2 separate regions of the Macaca mulatta genome follow, and region 2 is linked to region 1. A link is a contact called in public Hi-C data. All regions are on one chromosome and are shown on one strand. The core of a region is the stretch at or near the end of the contact, and the rest is flanking DNA. Distances in the headings are between cores, read along the strand shown. Region 1 has its middle 85 kb from the start of DUSP5. Region 2 has its middle 26 kb from the start of SMC3.

Region 1 (3,678 bases), core at 884-3,383:
CTCAGCCTCCCAAAGTGCTAGGATTACAGGTGTGAGCCACCGTGCCTGGCCCAAAATGTATTTTAAACTACTTGAATATTTGTAATAAGCAGCACCATGCACATTTAGAAGTGATACGTGATTTTCACACACTGGAGCTCACCTCAGTTGTGTTCACACTGATTTCATAAGTAGCATGGTAACATGTTGGAAACTTGAACTTCTTAGAAAATACATTTAAATTAGTGGAGTGCAGCTTTTATTGTTCGCCTACACTGGGGTCCTGTGCCGGGTCAGATCTTATTTGGAAAAAGGGTTCTGTTTAAAAAGATGTCGCAGGCATTGGGCTCCCTCACCAGGAGGAGAGATAAGGAGAAGTGATAAGACCAGTGTTTCTGCAAGTGACTTCTGTGTCCCGCAACTGTGTTGGAAGATTTTCTCAGCAGACTGCAGAACATCTTATCTGAGCTCTGCTCTGAGCAGTGCAGACATTTGCAGGCAGACATTTGCAGGTTGGTTCTGGAAGCCACTGGTAGCTGACAGCTCCAGGCTGATCTGAAAGAGGTAGGGCCCGCTTCTGCACCAGGGCAGAAGAGTGAAGCCTTTCAGGAGCTGCTTGGGGATAAGAAACAAACATGAAGAACTCAAATCACGAGTTGCCCAGCTCCGAAGTGCCAGGCGACGGGCTGCACCTCTCACCCATGCAAATACATTTGTCCCTCACATGTACACAAGGAGGTTTAGCCTCATTTTACAGGTGAGGAAAGTGGTACACAAATAGTTTGACACCGACCAAGTTCTCTAGCTAGTGAGTGACAATTCTGGGAGCAAACTCCCAAGTCTGGGATGGGGATCAGAAACTCATCCTTTTAATGAGCACCCCAGGGGATTCAGGTAATTCTGATGCAGGTGGTCTACACACCCTTCTCTGAGAAATACTTTATTACATTATACTGGGTGCAGGGGCTGGATACAGACTGAAGTAGAAATAGTTCTGACCAACAGTGGCCTTGTCATCAGTGCCTTGTCATCAGCACCTGCTTTTTACCGACCTTTTACCTAACAGGTGGCTCTGCCTGAACAAGGTCTTAGAGGGGTCTCTGGACATCGGATACAGGCAAGCGTCTGCCCCTTTCTTTGCTTCTATTTTCACCTCAATAGAGCAAGGGATGACATCTCAGTGCCCTTCCTGCTCTCACTCCTGCGAATCCATCACCAGCCTTTGTGACCTGAGTACCAGCCCAGGAGCTCCAAGGTCGCATCTCAGAGTGGTAAAGGGTCTTGCTTGAGTCAAACAGTTAGTAAGTAGTGAAGCTTCCTTCAATCAGGCTGCTGGGCACCAGATCTCCACCATCTTAACTCCCAAGCAGTGGTGTCCCCAAGGACGGGGCCACATGGGTACAATAAGAGGTCATATCATCCACAGAAAAATTGCAAACAATAATAAACTGACTAACAGTGATGCACCAGCAATTCTAATCAATGTCAGTGATAAACAACTTCTGTCCCCGCCACACCCCCCACCGGCTTGGTACACCACCCACTGCAACCCTCTGCCGCATTCTCTCCTGGGGCTATGTGAGTCACTGCCCTGCAGTGAAGCTTCTCAGAGGAAGGAGAGGAAGGGACCTTGTTAGGGGTGGGGGTGGGGTCTCTTCAATGTGGTCCCCATCCGGCCACACCAGCTGTGACAAAGACACACAAGAGAATGTGGTCTGGGTGACTACAGGGCTCATTTACCTCAGGCTAAAAATAAGTGCATTCCCCGCAGCAGGTGGGTGACTCAGCAGGCCTGAGGAAAGCTTCTAGATGGAGGAAGCACAGTCCTGCTAGTTCTGGTTTCCCCCAGGTACCAGAACAACAGGAAGGGGCTGATGACGGAATTGTCGCATACATTTCACAACCCCTGCTGCGCCTCCCAACTTTCCCCTGCTCCCGTTCCTCAAACTCACTGTTCAAAAATTGCTGTTCAAAACTCCTGAAATTGCTGGTCCAGTTGAGAGCCCAAATGAGAGCCATGTGGCCAACTGCTCAAACTTACGGTAGCTTTCTTCCAGACCTTAAAGAGAGAGGCGAGAGAAGGTGTGTGCATGTATGTGTGTGTGCACACATGTGTGAGAGCATGTACATGAGAAGCAGGCCACAGAGCATCTATACTGGAGTCTGCCTTTGTCTCTGACCTCCCACCCTGGCCACTGGCCACGTACAGTAGAACCCAAGGAGGACTGCTGATGCTCTCTGATCATTTTCTACAATGCGTTATGCCCTGGGAAATGAAAAGTGCTCCCTTCTCTCCATCCCCAGACTATTCAGGAAGCAAGCACAGTCCTGACCTTCTAGATATATCTTCAGCGACTCAACAGAAGCTGAGGAGTGAGGCAATTATTTGGAGAATTCAGCCCCACCTCAGGCTGCTGTCTGAGCAGAGTGATTTAATGGGAAGAGGTAAGACTGAGCACCTGGACCTAGTTTCTGGTCCTGGTGCTGCCACTCATATGCTTTGTGACCTTGAGCAAATCAATTTTCCTCTCGAGTCTCTAGTTTCTTTCTCCTCTGCACATCCATTTGTTATTTCTTCAACACATATCTATTAAATGCCTACTGGGCCATGCACCTGAGTATACCATGCTAGATTCAGGAACAAGCAACTGTGGAGGACTGAAAATGTCCAGGAAGTCTTTGCACCTCCTCCTAACAAAAACTAGCACAACTTCTCCATCCTTTGACTCTGGGATGACCTCGTAACTTGCTTTGACTAATGCTGCAAAAGTGACCCTTGACTTTTGCTCTCGCCCTCTTGGAACCCAGCTACCACATAAGGAAGCCCCAGCCAGCCTGCTGGAGAGGCCACATGGAGGAGAACTGAACCTCTCTCACTGACGGCCTCTACCAGCAGCCATCAAGTTAGACTATGAAGTCCCAGCCAACAAGCCACTTGACCCAAAATGTAAGAGTGAACCCAGCCAAAACCATCTGGAGCAGAGACAAACCACCCTGCTGAGCCTTGACCGAACTGTCAACCCACAGAATTGTGAGCAATTACATGGTTGCAGTTTTCAGCTATTAAGTTGTGATGGTGGCTTGTTATCAATATAATTAATGTTTATTGACAATTTCCAATATGCAATTGACAATGCTAAGTGTTTTACATATATAATCTCATTTATTCCTCCCATCAACCATGTGAGGCAGGTACTACTATCTAAATATCCATTTTACATATGAGAACACTGAGGCACAGGAAGGAGAAGCAACTTGCTGAAGATCAAAAGCTGGGTAGGAGAGCTGCGATATGAGGCCAGGCAGTCCAAGCCTCAGAGCCTACACTGGTAATTCACCACTACCTTACATGGAACCAAACAGACCTGGTTCTTGCCCTCACAGAGTTTATTGTCTAGGTGGGAGACTGGCATTAAAGAAACACAGAAATAAATATACAAGCACAAATATTGATAAGTGCTAGGAAGAAGACAGATGCTATGGTGTGTTCACAGAGAAGGCCTCTAGGGAGGCCCGAGGGTGAAAGGAGCAACCAGCTGAGCGAGTTGGGGCAAAGACCAGAGGATTAGAATGTGATTTTGCAATTTCAGTCATCATAGATGTCCCCTGGGAAGCCTGGTAGAAATGCAAAAAAGACCTGGGCCTCATTCCCCAGAGGTTCTGATTTTTCACCAGTCACCTCCAGATATTCTGATTTGC
Region 2 (3,678 bases), core at 623-3,122, 130 kb before region 1:
TGGTGCTCGCCTGTAGTCCCAGCTACCTGGAGCCTGAGGCAGGAGAATCACTTGAACCCGGGATGCGGAGTTTGCAATGAGCCGAGATCATGCCATTGCACTCCAGCCCAGGCTTCAGAGCAAGACTCTGTCTAAAAAAAAGAAAAAAAAAAAAAAAGGAAAAGAAAGAAAGTTGCTCAGCTGCTAAGATGTTCATTTTTGCATTGTTTATAATGGAGACACTGCTCAACAATATGAGGTTGGTTAAATAAAAGATGACGACCAGGCTCAGTAGCTCATGCCTGTAATCCCAGCACTTCGGGAGGCCAAGGCAGGTGGATTCCCTTGAGCCCAGGAGTTCAAGACCAACCTGGGCAACATGGAGAGATCCTGCCTCTACAAAAAAAAAAAAAAAAAATTAAAAATTAACTGAGTGTGATGACGCATGCCTGTAGTCCCAGCTACCTGGGAGGCTGAGGTGGGAGCATCACCTGAGCCCTGGAGGTTGATCAACACCACACACAGTGAGGTGTGATCGTGCCACTGCCCTCCAGCCTGGGTGACAGAGTGAGACCCTGTCTGAAAAAATAAATAATAAGGCTGGGCATGGTGCCTCATGCCTGTAATCCCCGCACTTTGGGAGGGTGAGGAGGGCAGATTGCTTGAGGTCAGAAGTTCGAGAGCAGTCTGGCCAACTTGGTGAAACCCAGTCTCTACTAAAAATACAAAAGTTAGCCGGGTGTGGTGGCACATGCCTGTAATCCCCAGCTACTTGGGAGGCCGAGGCAGGAAAATCGCTTAAACTTGGGAGTCAGAGGCTGCAGTGAGCCAAGACCGCACCACTGCATTCCAGCCTGGGTGATGGAGTGAGACTCTGTCCAAAAAAAAAAAAAAAAAAAAAATATATATATATATATGATATGGCCATATCATGTCTGACTTTTTCTTTTTAATCATGCGGTAGAGGATGTGAAGATATCAGATGATGTTAATATATGGTCATAAGTTAAAAGAGTCAGTTTTAAGACACCATGGGAGTAGGATCCTGTTTTTGTTTTTAAAAACAATAACACATAAAAAGGCCTGGAGGGACACATACGAAAATGCTACTAACAGTTATCTCTGGCTGATGGAATTGTGGGAGATTTGAGTTTTTTCCTTTTGGCTTATCAAACATTTTCCATATTCAGTAATTAACATGATGTATCACCTTGCAGTTGAAAATTATCTGTGAAAATAACTAAAAGGAAGTGCGCATTTGGTGATATCTAGTTTGTGCCTGGACTTTTCCATATGTTATCTCATTTACTCTTTAAAACAGCTGTGTGAGTTAGGTGTTATGGTGCCCATTTTATTTGTGGAGAAACTGACATAGACTTTTAGGTAACTTGCCCAAAGTCACATAGTTAGTAAGTGCTGGAGCCATGATTTCCAGCCAATTTCATCTGACCACCCGCTTTTTACTACACCACTTGCCTCCCTCTAAATAATTCCCAGGTCCCTTTGTAGTCTTTCAACATTCTGAGCAACCTTTTGCTTATGCAGTGGTCTCAACTTGCCTCATCCATCAGGAGAGAACAATAGTGCAGCAGCAGTAATCTTGTTGCTGCTGAACTCAAGGAATTGGCTTATAAACTAACACATCCATTTCCTGTTTCATTATTCCCACTCTTGTTGATTACTTAGAATAAATTGGTCTCTCAGGATCTGATTAGGGCTGCAGGAACTGGTGGATTAACATAGGGCCAGACCCGAGGCCATGCTGGTGGGCTCTGGCTAGCCTGGCTGGTTTCCTGCCCAGCCTCCTTCACTCTGGCTCCCATTGAAGGGAGTGGGTCATTTGAAATAAGCTCTGTCTTTGGTACATACCAGTAGCTGGATGATGCCCCAGCATATGTTAACCCAGGGCATTAGGAGGAATGTTCAGTTTCCCGTATGTAGGGATGGAGTCTCTGTGCCACCCAGGCTGGTCTCAAACTCCTGCCTTGGCATCCCAAAGTGCTGGGGTTACAGGCATGAGGCACCTTGCCCAGCCTGGAAGAGCTGCTTTTAACTAAATAGTATTTGTCTGAAAGAAAGAGAGAGAGAGAGAGAGAGAGAGAGAGAGAGAGAGAGAGAGAGGAGGAAGGAAAGAAGGAAAGGAAAGAAAGAAAGAAAGAAAGAAAGAAAGAAAGAAAGAAAGAAAGAAAGAAAGAAAGAAAGAAAGAAAGAAAGAAAGAAAGAGAGAGAGAAAGAAAGAGAAAGAAAGAAAGAAAGAAAGAAAGAAAGAAAGAAAGAAAGAAAGAAAGAAAGAAAGAAAGAAAGAAAAGAAGGAAAGAAGGAGAAAGAAAGGAAAAGGAAAAGGAAAGGAAAGGAAAAGAAAAGAAAAGAGAAGAAAAGAAGAAAACAATATAATCTTTTGCCAATAGCCTTTAGTCCCTTTTGTGGCTGTCAATTGTTGCACCCAAAATGACTCATTTCTCTGACTCCTCTCTTGGGGGATGGGGTTCTTGCCTGCCTTCATCACCAGCCTACTTTTAACTGATGAGTTATTGAGCTCTATACTGGAAAGTAAACATTTCAGTGTTATGAAAAGGGTTTGTAAACTGAAAGTCTATAAATCTGAGAAAAAGGTCAAGAGCCTCTTGTAAGAAGCATCACGCACTTGCAATATCCGGTACTCTGTTACACCACTTAAATCACCTACTGTGTTGCTGGAAGCACTTTGGGAACTTTTTAACCTCAGTGTTTTTATTTTAGTTTCTATAACTAACACATACACATGATAAAAATGGCATTAAGGGATGAATAGTGTCCCTCTCACCCAAGACCCTTGCCCTCTGGCCTCCCTCTCCAGAGGTGAACACATAACCAGTTTCCTGAGTATCCTTGTGCAAAGTCACTAGACACCTGGAAGGCATTTTATTTATTGTTTATAGAATATGCATTTATATACTGCCTTAAAGAAACACGCCATTTCATTCTTCCTGACCCTATTCATTCTATTCAACCAAGGGCCAGCACCAGGGATACAAGAACCAATAAGGCTGTCGTGCCTTTCAAGGAGCTCATAGCTGAGCACAGGGGAACATACATGTAAATAGGACTGAACACAGAGTGCCCTGATGGGTGGCTAAAATGCCCCTTGGTGCCCCCGAGTTGGTCCTGATCCAGTCATCCCTGGTGCTATCTTGTGACAGTGTGGCTGGTTTTCCAGATGTAGCTGCAGGGCTCCTGCAAGACCTCCAAGCCAGGGGTAAGCTTGCCTTCCTGGAGAAAAGGGTAACTCTTTTCCTCAAAGTCCCCAAAGGAACCCCAGAGGTCCATCCCACAGCCTGTGACCCCCAGCCTGGAGCAGGCCTTTGCAGTCCCTTCCAAAGTACTTGGAATGCCCACCCTAGCATCATCAGACCAGAAAAGACTTCATAGGGTAAGCCACTTTCTTTCCAGATTCTCACAGATCTTGTCCCCGTCATAGGGACTTCTGGCCTCTTTGGGAACACAACAGTGACTGGGCACTTCCTCCCAGGGAAGCCCTCTTAGTGGTCACACAACATAAATGGTTAGAAAGAGCTTCCCTATATTGGCCAACACATGTGGTCCAGTGACGTCTATCCACTGCAGGATTATCCAACAGGTAGACCACACGGGGCTATGGCACCAACAAAGTGGAGGCAACAGAAAGTGAGAAAAAAAGACACTGATAAAATAGGGCTGAAG

Evidence for each region. A called contact is a pair of places that touch in the nucleus more often than the background predicts.
Region 2: a contact with region 1 is called in a Hi-C map of blood, with 5 times the contacts expected there. The contact joins two enhancer-like sites. A contact is called at or near these places in 2 of 14 Hi-C or Micro-C datasets (blood and fibroblasts).

The regions. Positions count from the first base shown.
Region 1 is chr9:122,591,741-122,595,418 of T2T-MMU8v2.0, reverse strand. No RefSeq gene overlaps it. Among named protein-coding and RNA genes, the nearest start is that of DUSP5, 85 kb to the left of the region's middle. Within about 2 kb of position 2,133, at least 12 of the 40 cell types and tissues checked have an H3K27ac peak or open chromatin away from gene starts, as enhancers often do. A contact at or near this core is called in blood, where this site is marked.
Region 2 is chr9:122,720,990-122,724,667 of T2T-MMU8v2.0, reverse strand. No RefSeq gene overlaps it. Among named protein-coding and RNA genes, the nearest start is that of SMC3, 26 kb to the left of the region's middle. Within about 2 kb of position 1,872, at least 7 of the 40 cell types and tissues checked have an H3K27ac peak or open chromatin away from gene starts, as enhancers often do. A contact at or near this core is called in blood, where this site is marked.